Regions from separate parts of the Mus musculus genome. Here region 1 is linked to region 2. Evidence: chromatin contacts called from public HiChIP or PLAC-seq data. All regions are on one chromosome and are shown on one strand. The core of a region is the stretch at or near the end of the contact, and the rest is flanking DNA. Distances in the headings are between cores, read along the strand shown.

Region 1 (6,776 bases), core at 460-2,959, 880 kb after region 2:
TTTGGATTTGCTCGTAGAAGAAACAGAAGAATACATCTTCACTGGGAAGATTCTCAAGGGACACCCATAACTCCTTTGCTTTCTGCCTGCTCCTCCTTTGATTGGTTCCCAACAGTCACATTGTGAGGGTTAGTTTTTGCCAACTTGATACAAACCTAAGCCTATGGCCCAGCCCACTGTGGTCAGTGCCACTCCTGGACGACTATAAAAAATGAGCCTTGGAACAGGCCCGAGCCTCCTTCCACAGCTCCTGCCTCTGTTCCTGCTTGGGTTCCTGCCCTGACTTCCCTCTGTGACAGACTGTGCGATCCACACGGCTAAGCCAAATAAATACTTTCCTCCCCAAGTCGCTTTCATTCAGGGTGCTGATCACAGCGACAGAGACAAGCTAGGACTCCTCCCTCTGGATTTGTCACGGCTCTCTGGATGACTGCTCTCTGCCTCCTGGGAGGCTTAGGTGATATCTGCCTTCGTCACCTCTTATCTCCAAACACTTTCAACTTTAAATTCCAGCATCTGGGAAGCAGAGACAGACAGCTCTCTGTAATCTTAGGGCCAGTCTGGTCTACATACCAGGGATACATGGTGAGATCCTGCCTCAAAACAAAGCAAACCAAAAAAAACAAAAACAAAAACAAAAACAAAACAAAAACAAAAACAAATTTTTAATTATATGTATATATGGGGTCAGAAGTGGGTATGTGCACATAAGTGCAGGTACCCTCAGAGGCCAGAAGGGGGCGTCAGATCCCCTGGAGCTCAAGTTGTGAGCAATTGAGCAGTTCACTTATGTCCTGGAAACTGAATTCAGGTTCTCTGCAAGAGCAGTACATGGGTTGTTGTTGTTGTTGTTGTTGTTGTTGTTGTTTTGAGACAGAGTCTCACTACGCAGCTCAGGCTGACCCAGCCCTAGCTGTACATCTTTCCAGGTTCAGGGCCCTTGACCTGGGTTGTCAATACTGAAGACAGTAGCAGGAAAGATCAGAACAGCCACAGTGGATGTTGGAGCGTGCTTGGTCTCAGATGAAGCCTGGCGAGTCTCCAGCCAGCATGTGTCCTACAGGGCTGTGGCTTTGTTCCTTGTAAAGGAAGACAACAATGACCCCTCCTGGCCTGTGACTGGACCCTGTGAGGGTCCATCGTGTGGGTAGAATTTCAAAAGACGCTTCAGGGCCTTACAAAGCTCAGGTCTGGATGTGTGTGAAAAGGACTTGACTTCCCAGAGAAGGGGGGACTCTGAGATGTTTCCGGACCAGAAGGCAATGCTGACCACCTGCCTAGGGAGGGCAGGGATGGCACTCAGGGACGGGCACTTCCTAAGCTAAGTCAGAAGCTCTTTTGCAAGAGGCCGACAACTTTTTCAAGGACAAGGGTATGGCCAGAGCTGACAGGAAGCCAGCAGGGGAGGAGGGACTCTCCAAGGGGCTTCTGGGGTGGAAGTGAGGCTGAGGAGTGGGAAAGTGAGGCCAGAGACCAGGTGAGTCCTCCACACCCATCTCTGGCCTCCTGGGAAAGAACTCTCCTCTGAGCCCTCTGTCACCTGCTTGTGGCCAGGCCTGGGCTGCTGATGGCCCCCTGTGCTGACTCATGTCTGCCTGCCTGGCCCTGGTTGGAGGCGGGGGTGTACCCCAATCCCTGCTTGACCTTATCAGGCCTTGCTTGTATCCAGCTGCCTGGACATGGGCGTGGCCTTGGCCCTTCCTCCTCCTGTGGCCCTGGTTGAGCAAGGCCTGCAATGAGGTCATGGGAGCCCAAGGCAGGGAAGGCTAGGGAGTATGGTAGCCTAAGAAGGGACAAAAGCAACAGCCAGCCTGGGGTGTCCTGTGAGGCTTGCGGGCTGGTTCCTGACTCCTGGGATAGGGCTGGGCGCTGGGTTATTTTTAGTTCCCAAATGAGAAATGGCAGAACCTGGATCTAGCAGCTGCTACACTTTCCCTGCCACAGCCTTGCTCTGGGCACACGGAGGCATGCCCCAGTGTCAGGGCACGTTATAGGGACACACCCATGCCCATGAGCCTCTGCATAGACGTGGCAGTAAATGGTGGTGTGTAATCATACCTATATCCCTTCTTGCAGATGCCAAAACCACATCCATGTGTGCAAATGCTTGTATTGACACAACTCAAGCAGGCATACTGGTATACAAAGAAACCTGCATAGTCTGAGGGAAGTGGCCTGCACAGTCTGAGGGAGGTGGCCCAGGCTGCGGTCACAGCTATATTTAAAAAAACAGAAAATCACATTTTCAGAGCCCCCACTGTGTGCCCATGTTCTCTGTCGCAGCTTTGAGACTTTAGCCTTTTGCTGGCTTCACAAAGGGTACCCTCACATAGTGTCAATGTGATGGCTGTAGACAAGCAATGGACATGTGGAACGACCCTTGTTGCAGGAGGCCAGAGGTGCCATGTAGCTTGGGGTAGCCAAGGAAGGCTTCTTGGAAGAAGAGGTCCTTGAAGAGGTGAGCAGCAAAGACTTGCCTGGAGAAAGAGATGATCTACTGCTTATGAAAATGCCGGTGATGGAGATGTGGTCAGCTACCTTCCCAGCATGCCCTGGGTTCAGCACTCAGAAACCACATAAATATGGGTACGGTGGTGCATGTAATTCCAGCAGTTGAGGGATCTAAAACAAAACAAAACATAAACAAAATCCAGCTGACAATAATAACAATATAAAAATAAAAAGCAAAAGCCTATGGTAATAATAAACAACAGCCATCAATGGAGCACTCCCATGTCACCAGGTCCCTTGTCAATCACTCCATCTCCCCCCTCTGCCACACTCACGAGCTGAGCTTTCTTACAGCTGTCACCTTCAGACCCAGAAGCTGGGGTTAGGAAAGGGGCTCAGTGCCCACTGATAAGTGTTCCACGAAGCCCACATTCTTCACCAGCTCCCGGGCATCAAAGGTGATGTTAATGACCATGGAAAAATTGCCAATTGTTGTTTTCGAGACAGTCTCTCTATGTGTAGCCCTGACTACATAAATAGAACTCACTAGGAGACCAGGCTGTCCTCAGACTCTCAGAGACCCCCCTGACGCTGCCTCCTGAGTGCTGGGATTAGAGGCATGTGCCACCACGCCCGGCTGGAAGAATTACAATTATCTGTTGCTATGTATGAAGCATACAGGCCTGAAATGTTACGCTGGAAACGAGAGCAGAAGCCGGGGAGATGGCTCAGTGATTAGAATGTTTGTCATACAAGTATAAGCCCCTGAGCGTGGATTCCAAAGACTCACAAAAAGCCTACCGTGGCAGCGCATGGCTGTAATTCCAATGCTCCTGTGCAGAGAGAAGAGGGAGAGACAGAAGAGATTAGGCCAGCTAGACTAATGTATGTAGCTATGACAACAAAGAGACCTGTGTCTAACAAGGTAGAAAATAAGGAATGGCACCCGGGGTTGTTCTCTGACCTTTGCACGAGCCCCTTGTAAGTGTATATACATGCTTGTGTACACGTACACACACACACATACACACGCACGCACGCGCGCATGTGCGTGCGCACACATGTGCACACAGGGGGGTTTGTTTTGTTTTGTTTCATTTTTGTTTTAAAGCAAGCATTCATCTAGCTTCAATCTGCATTTTGAGCTAGGCTCAGCCGAGCCTTCTCCTCCCATCAGCCAGGGCCCTGGACAGGCTGGACAACCCATTAGCCCTGCAGGACTCACAGCTGGTCCTCTACTGCTTCCCAGGTGGGTCTCATCTGGGAGCTGTTGGGCATCAGAGCACGGAGACCAGCTTCCCAAGAGCTGGGAAGTAGAAAGTATCGTTTGTTTGTTTGTTTGTTTGTTTTAAAGATTTATTTGTGTGTGTGTGTGTGTGTATGTGTGTGTGTGTGTGTGTGTGTGTGTGTGTGTGTGTGTGTGTTGTGAACATGAGTTTGGGTACCCCCCCAGAGGCCAGAAGAAGGTGTCAGATCTCCTAAAGCTAGAGTTACAGGTGCTTGTAAGCCATTCTGATGTGAGTGCTGGAAGCTGATTTCAGGTTCTCTGAAAGATCAGTGCCACCTCTCAGCCCTCCAAAGTTGCAGTTTCCCAGAAACCCCTCCACTATCACTGTGCCACATTCATTATGTACCTACCTACAGAGAGAGCCCAGAAGCCAGAGAAGGTCATGTGACCCTCATCTATCAGCATCTGGATTAAATAATTGGGGGTGGGAGGGAAGGATTATTTGAAATCACCACAGTGAGAATGGAGGTGACCCCAAGGCAGTCAACTAATGTCTAGCCCAGAGCCTCAGAGCCTCACACCCAATGCTGGACCCCAGACCTCCACCAAGGCCAAAACTCTATTCTAGTACAGGCGGCCGTATTTCCTCTGCCCTCACCCTTACCCTTTCCATTCACATTTTCTTTTGTGCCACACACACAGAGGGACCATTGTGTGTGGCTACAGAGGCCCCACTGGCCTGGTACCTCAGCTAGAAGGCAGCCCCAAGGGGATGGAGCAAGTGGCGACTCAGACAGGGCAGAGTACCCTATCAGCCCTTGTCAGAGCTCCCAAGGAAGACCCCAAGGTTCCATGGCCCCTATTCTGTATTCCTTATTTCCATGCACACACCCCATGTGGGAAGAGACCACAGTCAAGCCAGATGTGGCGGTACATGTCTGTGACCCTAGCTCTTGGGAAGCGGGCATAGAGGGATTACTGCAAGTTCCTGTCTGAAGAATTACAATGGAGGTTAACTTCTGACATCCACAAGAATAAGTACGCATGTGCACATGCATACTCATCCATACAACAACAAAAAAAAAAAAAAAAAAAAAAAAAAAAAACCAAGCCTGTGTGTACCCTCAGCAGCTGTGTAGGCAAGCGGAGGGACAGCCGGCTGGCTGGCAAGGGCTGGTGATGGAGTGTGTACATGGTTCCCTCTGTAACCACAAACTGAAGCTGGAACACCAGACATCTACTGCCGTACGTCCTGCACTCTGGAAGTCCCAAATCCGCCGGTAACAAGTCTGCACCCAAGGATGTCAGGAAAAAGTTGGCCTCTTCCTGCTTCTGATGCTGCTGCGGGCCTCTACTCTTTGCCTCTTTCCAAGTGGGTTCAGTTGGTTTTCAAGTAGCCCACTCCTTCCTCTCAGAAGGGCTCTACCTGGATTTCTGCCCTTCCCATTCCAGGATGACCTCATTTTGAGATCTTCCCTCTAATTAGTGAGCAACCCTCCTCCTAATAAGGTCACGTTCTGAGGCACCCAGCAGGTAGGAACCCGGAGAACCCTTGTCAGCCCACTACACAGGCTAGAGAGAGGCACTTCTTGTGTGTATGGAGTGAAAGCCCACGGGGACTTTTTTCTTTTGCTCTGCCGGGGCTCACACTGGTGGCCTTACACACAAGAAGCAAATACTCTCCACAGACCCATGTCCCCTCGTTGACATTTCTTTTCTTTCTTTGTATTAAGAGGGTCTCACTCTGGAGCCCAGATTGGCCTTAAATTCCCAGTGATCCTCTTGCCTCAGCCTACCAAGTGCTAGGATTACAGGCATGAGCTCCTCGTTTGAATTTTTGATCTTTTTTTTGGGGGGGGGAGTTGATTTTTTGCTTGCTTGCTTGCTTGAGGGTTGGGTGGCTTTGTTTGTTTGTTTTATTTTGTTTTGTTTGAGATGACTTTGCCTCCTGAGGGCTGCGATTATGCCCAGCTCAGTGGTAGGGTTTTTGGTTGGTTGGTTGGTTGGTTGGTTGGTTGAACGTGGCCTCATGTAGGCTGGAGTTCCTCAGACTCCTAATGTAGCTGAAGATGACCTTGAACTCCTGACCTTCTGCCTCCACCTTCTAAGTTCTGGGGTCACAGTACTGTACAGTGCTGGTTTACAGGCAGTTCCGCTAGGCTCTTCCCAGGGACTTAGCAACAGCTTACCTCATCACCAGCTTACATCACTTCCTGCCATCATTACCTGTCTCTAGGTACGAGCCGCATATAAAGGCATTGCTCCCAGGCAGTGATGGCACACGCCTTTACTCCCAGCGCTTGGGAGGCAGAGACAGGCAGATTTCTGAGTTCAACACCAGCCTGGTCTACAGAGTGAGTTCTAGGACAGCCAGGGCTACCCAGAGAAACCCTGTCAACAAACAAAACAAAAAACCAAAAGCACTGCTCACCACCCCAAGTCACTCTTTCTTTTTCTCTTCCTCTGTTCCCACGTGCTCCCTGCCAGTCTTTCACACACACACACACACACACACACACACACACACTTCTGTCCTTCTCTGTGCCCCATTCTCTGCCCTCAAAGTTCTGCTCCCATCTGTCTGCCTCTCTTATCCAGGCCCTCACGCCCCTCCCTTCCCCCATATAAACCTCCTTTAACCAGATCTGTTACATAGGGTGATTTCTCAGAGGCATCTTGGCATGGGCCAGCCATGTACAACCTCACCCCTGGTGCTTATACACTGTATTATATTCCATAGCATACAATATTTTTTTTGAGACAGGGTTTCTCTGTGTAGCCCTGGCTGTTCTGGCACTCACTTTGTAGACCAGGCTGGCCTCGAACTCACCTCGAATCCACCTGCCTCTGCCTCCCGAGTGCTGGGATTAAAGGCGTGCGCCACCACGCCCGGCTGCATACAGTATCTTGCTAGCTCTCTTTTTTCTTTTTTTAAATTTATTTATTTATTTATTTATTTATTACATATAAGTACACTGTAGCTGTCTTCAGACACACCAGAAGAGGGAGTCAGATCTCATTATGGATGGTTGTGAGCCACCATGTGGTTGCTGAGATTTGAACTCAGGATCTTCAGAAGAGCAGTCAGTGCTCTTAA
Region 2 (6,957 bases), core at 1,110-3,609:
GGTCCAGGGTCTGCCTGGAGCTATCTCTGTTTAACTTCCCCTCCTTAGACTCTCTTCCTCTTGACTCCTCCATTTCTTTCTGTTTTGATTCTTCTCTGTACTGTTTCTTCTTTCTGCCTCAATAATTTGTTCTCTCTCTTCTCTCCTCTTCTCTCTCTCTCTCTCTCTCTCTCTCTCTCTCTCTCTTTCTCTCTCTCCTCTCTCTCTCTCTCTCCCTCTCTCTCTCTCTCTCCAGAGCCTTTCTATTATGTAACCATTGGCTGTTCTGGAACACCTATATAGATCAGGCTGGGCTTGAACTCACAGAGATCCGCCTGCCCCTGCCTCCTGATCAAAGGTGCGTGCTGCCGCCCCTCTTTTGTTTCCCTTAGTGGTCAGTTCCCTCAGGCCTAAGGTTATCTCTTTCCCTGCTTCTCTTTATCCAGTCTCATGACCTTCAAGGTCTCTCTCTCTCTCTCTCTCTCTCTCTCTCTCTCTCCATTCCCCTCCCCTCCTGGGCATCCCCACCCTCCCTCAGACTCTTCTCTTTTTCCTTCACATCTCCCTGTCTTTCTCTGGGGTGGAGGTGGGGCTGCCTGGGGGTTAGAGAGCATGGGAAAAAACCCAACAACCACAACATGACAGGAGAGGTGACAGGCTGGACAGATCAAGCTTTCTGTGAAGGACGCCAGAGAGAGCAGGCCTCAAGGGTTGGGGCTGTCCTCCAAGCCCTCCCTCCCTGGCTCCAGGCTACCCGTGTGCCCTGGGCCACCAGCCCCTCCCTTGGCCTGAGCCCAGACCAAGTCGCCTTTTCCCATATCCAGCTCCACTCCCCACCTTCAGCCCCTTTGCTGGCTGTCCTGGACCCCCATAGCACTATTGACTGCTGGTGGCAGGACACAGGCAGGGAGGAAGGCCCTGACTGCATGGATCTGAGACTGGAAGGTTCAGGTCTGTTTGTTAACAAGCAAAGGTCGGTAGGGCAGTACCTGAGTGAGCGCAGGCCAACTTGCTCAGGGGTCCTACAGCCAGGCCTACAGATCTGGGAGAGTCACAGAGAGGTGAAGGGCCAGAGAGTGGGGTAGGACGAAGGAGAAGCCTTGTCCCTGGGAACCGTGCTGGGTGGTTCACTTGCAAAGGGGAGGGGGCCGTGTTCTTCCCTCTCTGGACTTCACTGTGGGAATTTTGGGTATAGAGCAGGGGGTCCAGCTCTCAGATGCTGGGCTGGGTCTCCTTTCTCACCCTGGGACTTGATTGCAGGAGCCATGGGCTGGGCTGGCAGTCCCTCCTGTCCTCCCTGTTCCCCGGTCTACTCTGGTCCCTGCTGGTCTTTGGTCTTTGAGAGACAGCAGAGTCGCAGTCAGGAGAAGGGTTAAGTCAGGAACTCTTGGGATGGCTCTGACCATTCCTCCGGCAGGGAACAAGGGCCCTATTCTCTGTGTGGGAATTAATAGCAAGGAGTCGACTGGGGTGTCATTCAAGCCCCGATCAGCTCCCAGAGGAATGTGAGGGAGAGAGAGAGAGAGAAAGAGAGAGAGAGAGAGAGAGAGAGAGAGAGAGAAATGGAGGCTTGAGGCACAGATATCAAGAGAAGCGCATGAGGGCCTGCTGGTCACAGTACCCATGGCATGTGGCTATCACGCCTTAAGACAGATCTTGTCTCCAAGGATGCATCTATGTCCCCACACAGCAGGGAGACCTGGTCTGGCCATCCCTCACCAAGGGTTTGGGGTTTGTTTTTTTATCATTCCTAGATGGCTGGACTCTCCATAGGATTGGCTGCTGCTCCCACTTTCTGGGATCCTCCACCTGTCCCTATTTTTGCTTAGGGGGTCCTAGGTTCACCTGAACCCCCAGGCTGCTGTGCAAGGCTGGCCTGTGCTCCTGGGCTGTGCCCTTGGTCTTGGTCCCAGGAATTCCTCTGACCTAGCTCCATGGTCAGCTCAGGCATATCCCACTAGGTGACTTCAGGATCCTTTAGTTGCCTGCATTCGAGGGGAGCATCAGGGAGCTCAGCTCACACAGGGGACAAAGCTCATCTGCTGCTGAGACAAGCCTTCCAATGTCACCCACAGCCTGGCTTGTGGCAGAGGACCAGCGGCCCCCAGAGTCATCTGAAATGTCACAGCCCAGGGCAGGCCTTGGAGGCGCTCCAGGCCACACTTCAGGTTTTGTGGGCACATATACGGAGGCCTGGAAGGGCACTAGCTTGTCCTGGGTTAGAGCTGAGCTTGGTGTTGACCCAGGTTGTCTGTCTCCAGATTAGTGTTTTGAAACACCCCACCCCCCACCCCCATGTGGAGTCTCACCAAACACAGTACGCATAGACTGTGCATACACTTGGTGCAAGACACCTGGCCGTCTGAGTCAGACACCTCATCTCTGGTTTTGTGACTCAGCCTGGCTGTATCACCCTCAGCTGGCGGCTTCATTTTCGGGGAAATGAACCGTAACAGACAGCTGGGCAGGGGTGGCGCATGCCTTTAATCCCAGCACTTGGGAGGCAGAGGCAGAGAGGTAGGCAGCCTGGACTACAGAGTGAGAGAGTGAGTTCCAGGACTGCCAGGCTTACACAGAGAAACCCTGTCTTGAAAACCAAAAAAAGAAAAGAAAAGAAATGAAACTTAACAGACATGTAACCCTTGGATAGAGCCACTATGTGTGTTTGTTTGTTTTGTTTTTATCTTTCTCTTTCTTTTTCTTTTTTTGGGGTGGGAGTGGGGACAGGGAGGTGGGGAAGGACAGGATGACAGGGTCTCTCTCTCTATATATAGACCAGGTTGGTCTCGAACTCATAGTTCCCCAGGTCCAGCTGTCTCTGCTTCCGTAGTGCTGGGATTAAAGGCATGTGCCACTGAGCCTGACTGGGCTGATGTGTGCCAGCAAGCCCATGTTATTCAGATTGAAATGATATATTTAGCTGCTTATTTGGTGCTAGGGGTCAAACCCAAGGCCTTTTGCCTTTGAGGTAAATTCTTTATCCCTGAGCGCTAGCTTAGGCCCATTACAGTTCTTGGAAGTCTGGGCTGTACCTGGTGCCCTCTAGCTAGAAGCCTTGCTCTGCACATCATTTGGCTGCTTGCAACTGCACCCAGCAGCCCCAGCCCCAAGAGTCCCATCAGTCCCTCAGCTGCAGTTTTGCTGGAGTGAGGTTCTGGGCGTCCTGAGCTCAGTGCCCTTCTGTGTCTGATAAACCACCCTGTTCCTGCCTCTCTGATGGCCTGTAGTGTGGTAGAGAGCCAGGGAACAGACCCTGTGTGGCACAATGGCAGCTCTGGAGTGCTTCAGACCTTGGTTTCCTCCTGAGTCGGCCTTAATCACCATGGGGACTGATGCATGGGGAAGCCTGGCTTCACCCTCTAAGTGTGCAAGTCGGGAGCCAGAGTCTGGAGAAGGTAGTACTTCCTGCAGCACCAGGAGATAAGCAGAGTATAGTGGTCTTTCTGCATCGGGCTGTGTATTAGTTACCTGCCTAGGAATTCTAACAAAATACTCGATAAAAGCAATGTAAGGAGAAAGGGCTTGTTCCGGCTGATATTTTTTTTGGGGGGTGCCACCCATAATGGAGGGGATCCGTGGCCACAGGAAGCGTGACTCAGTGGGCTATATTTCATCCACAGTCAGGTAGACAATGAATGCTGGTCTCTCTGTCTCTCTCATTTTAATTATGTATGTATGTGTGTGTGCGCACACATATGCACAAAGATGCCCACAGCGGCCAAAGGAGGGTGTATGCTGGCGCAGTCACAGGTGGTTGTGTGATGCCTGATGCGGGTGCTAGGAATTGAGTTTGGGTCCTCTGCAAGAGCATCAAGCTGAGTCACCCCCCCCCCGCACCCCCCCTCTGCCCCAGGCCTTCGCTTTCCTTCCTTCTCTTCAGTCCAGCCCATGAAACAGCACCGCCCACGTTCAGGGCTGTGTCTTCCCACCTAGGTCTAATCTAGATCACTCCTCAGAGCCATGCCCAGAGACTTCTCTCCTCATAATTCTAGCTACTGCCAACCTGACGATAAATATCAGCCGTCCAGAGCTGGGAGGCTGGACGCCTGCAGCCACGCTCCCAGCTGCTGCCAGGAGTCGAATGGACCTGGGTGGTTCCTTATTCCTAGCCAGGGTGGGAAGAGGATTGGCAAAGATGGTCAGTGACAAATTGATCTTCTTTTCACCAATTCTGTGACGTGGTTCACAAAGATGGAAGAGTATAGAAGGGCCATTTTGGAGTTCTTCGTTAAATAACTGACCCAGTGGCCTTTAGAGGAATCTCCCAGTGGCAGCCTCAAAGGTGGTCAGCAATGGACCTAGCCTCTTCTAAGCTCCTCCACTCCCAAACTCTGTATAGAGGCAAGGCACTAACGAGAGATGCAGAGGGTACAGGGCTGGAGAGTGTGTATACTCGATGCCTCCTGCTCAGCTTGGAGCTGTGGTGGGTGTTTGATCCTCAGGGAACACAGGCCACAGAACAATGGAAGGGAGGCCTACCAGGTCCCACCATCCCTCTTGAGTGGCTCTGAAGTTTTTGGCTTTGGCTGATGTTGTTTTCCCAACGGGAACTTTGAGAATATGGGATTGGTTGACACTTTTGAGCTAGCCCAGATGCTGGCAAGATGGAGTCTAAGAATCAGTGAAGTCTGGGTCTCAGTGGGAACCAAGAACAGGGAAGGAGCGAAGGATGCCCGGGTAGGGTTGTGGAGAAAGATGAGAAAAACTGGGATCACACAGTTCCATGTAATCTTCAGATTCACTCTGTAGTCTCTTTCTTCTTATCTATAAAGTAGGGGTGATGGAATTTATCTATAAGGCTCTAAAGGGGTGACTTGTGGGCATATGATGTTCTGGCCACTGTGCTCCGTGCCATGCTCAGAGAGCCTCAGAAGGAAGTGCTCTCTAGTTATCCTCTTGACTGAGAAACACACAGGGGCTGCAGTCAGATTGGTAGCTTGAGAAATCATGAACTTAAAATTCAACTGACCCAAGAGCCTGGCTCTGCTTTGCTCTAAGGTACGCAGATCCAAGGAAGAGATGGATGGTTAAAGACTACACAGCAGAGGTCAGCGTAGCACAGAGGCAGAAGTAGTCTTAAGCATCCTTTTCTTCGTTTATTTGAGATAGGGTTTCTCTGTGTAGCCCTGACTGCCCTGGAACTCTGTAGACCAGGCTGGCATTGAACTCAGAGATCTGCCTGCCTCTGCCTCCTGAGTGCTGGGACTAAAGGTGTGTGCCACCGCTCCCAGCTTGTGTTGGGCATCTTCTAATTCTTGATACTCATAATTCTTGACACAGGAGCCTCACAGCCCAGGGCTTGTGAATTTCCTACTGGGCTATAAAATTTTTTGAGACTGGAAGAAAAAAAAATGTCAGCCACAGGATGGATACACAAAGAAGGGGCTGGGGAGATGGTTCTGTGAAAAAGGTGTTTATCATACAACCATGAGGACATACATGAGTTTAGATCCCCTGAACTCAATACAAAACTGAGCATAGAAGCAGGCACCTATTATACCAGTGCTTCAGAGGCAGAGGCAGGGGGATCCCCAGGACTTGCTGGCCTGCCAGTGAGCTTCAGGTTCAATGAGAGATCCTGTCTCAAAGTCTAAGGTGAGAGTGATGATAAAGATACCAAATAATGACCCTGACTGTGCCCCACCCAGGAACACATATGTACACATAAAATACACAAAGATAGAAAAATAGAAATTAATGAAAATTTCTATTGAAGCCAGGCAGTGGTAGTGCACGCCTTTAGTCCCAGCATACAGGAGGACAAGGCAGGTGGATCTCTGCGTTTGAAGCAAGCCAGGTCTACCGAGCTAGTTCCAAGACAGCAAAGGCTACGCAAAGAAACCCTGTCTCGACATCTTTTTTCCTACTGAAAACCTACAAAGCTATTTTTGTTTTTGTTTGCAGCAGGTTCTCCTGTAGCCCAGGCTGAGCTTGAATGTTTGATCCTCCTGACCCCCATCCCCCAACACTGTGATTCCATGCCCACCTTCTTGTTTTGATTTTTTTAAAGTCAGAATCTGCATTAGTCAGGCTGACCTGGAAGTCACTATGTAGCTCAACTCTGGTCCAATCCTCTTGGGTGATGAGGTTCACAAAGATGGAGCAGTAAAGAAGGCTGAGTTGAGGGCTTGGCTCCATGGTCTAGAGAGAGATCCTCACAGGGAGCCTCAGGTGGACAGCAGGTGGGTCGGGACTGTTCTCAGCTCCCCCACAAGCCCTGTGTAGGGATGGATGCTAAGTAGACAGCACAGGGCTGAGGGCAGGCAGCCCGGGGTTCCAAGCCTCCTGAGCGCAGGGGGTTATAGGAAAAAGCTACTGTGTCCGCTCCATGGACATCTTTTAAAACTATGAACAGGGCTGGAAAGATGGCCGGGTGTTTAAGAGCACATCCAGCCCTGCAGAGAACCCAAGTTTGATTCCCAGCACCCCTGTCAGGCAGCTTGGAATTGCCTGGAACTCCAGCTTCAGGGGACTATGACACATGTAGCCTCCGAGGGCACCTGTTTCATGTATCCATACCCTCCCATACATGTAATTTTTTGAAACTCTCTTTAAAAACAACCCTTTTGAGACAGAGTCTCACTATTTAGACTTCCAAGAATGTGCTGTGTAGACCAGGCTGGCCTTGAGCTCACATAGCTCTGAAAGCTTCTACCTCCCAGGTGCTGGCATTAAAAGGCATGTGCCATCATGCCTGGCTAATTAAAAAAATGTTTTTAATTAAAAAAATAAACTTAACTATAAACAGATAATTCTGTTTATCTTGGGAGATGAGAAAATTCAGAGCTGTATGACACAGCACGAGGTGAGTGAGGGACTCCTGTTTGCCAGAGTCTGTGGGTGTTCAGCAAGCATAGCTATGTCCAGGGTAAGCCAAGGAGGACTTCCCGAGGAGGTGACACTTGTGTCAAAACATAATGGAGGAGAAGGGATTGAACAGAAGGAAACACAGTCCAGTGATAGATAAAGGGAAGGAAA

The links. HiChIP or PLAC-seq counts read pairs in DNA pulled down with a chosen protein or histone mark.
Region 1: a contact with region 2 is called in a FOXA1 HiChIP or PLAC-seq map of pancreatic cancer cells. The contact joins two enhancer-like sites. A contact is called at or near these places in 3 of 39 promoter capture datasets (liver, neutrophils and pre-B cells) and 1 of 115 datasets of contacts at active chromatin or transcription factors (pancreatic cancer cells).

What each region holds. Positions count from the first base shown.
Region 1 is chr15:80,052,527-80,059,302 of GRCm38.p6, forward strand. It overlaps Gm41362 (a long non-coding RNA gene), which reads right to left. Exons shown (of 3, transcript XR_875493.1): 2 at 3,253-3,284; 3 at 692-2,622. Among named protein-coding and RNA genes, the nearest start is that of Gm41362, 3.8 kb to the right of the region's middle. Within about 2 kb of position 1,710, at least 83 of the 459 cell types and tissues checked have an H3K27ac peak or open chromatin away from gene starts, as enhancers often do. A contact at or near this core is called in pancreatic cancer cells, where this site is marked.
Region 2 is chr15:79,174,717-79,181,673 of GRCm38.p6, forward strand. All of the region lies in intron 2 of Gm10863 (predicted gene 10863), which reads left to right. Among named protein-coding and RNA genes, the nearest start is that of Gm10863, 12 kb to the left of the region's middle. Within about 2 kb of position 2,360, at least 37 of the 459 cell types and tissues checked have an H3K27ac peak or open chromatin away from gene starts, as enhancers often do. A contact at or near this core is called in pancreatic cancer cells, where this site is marked.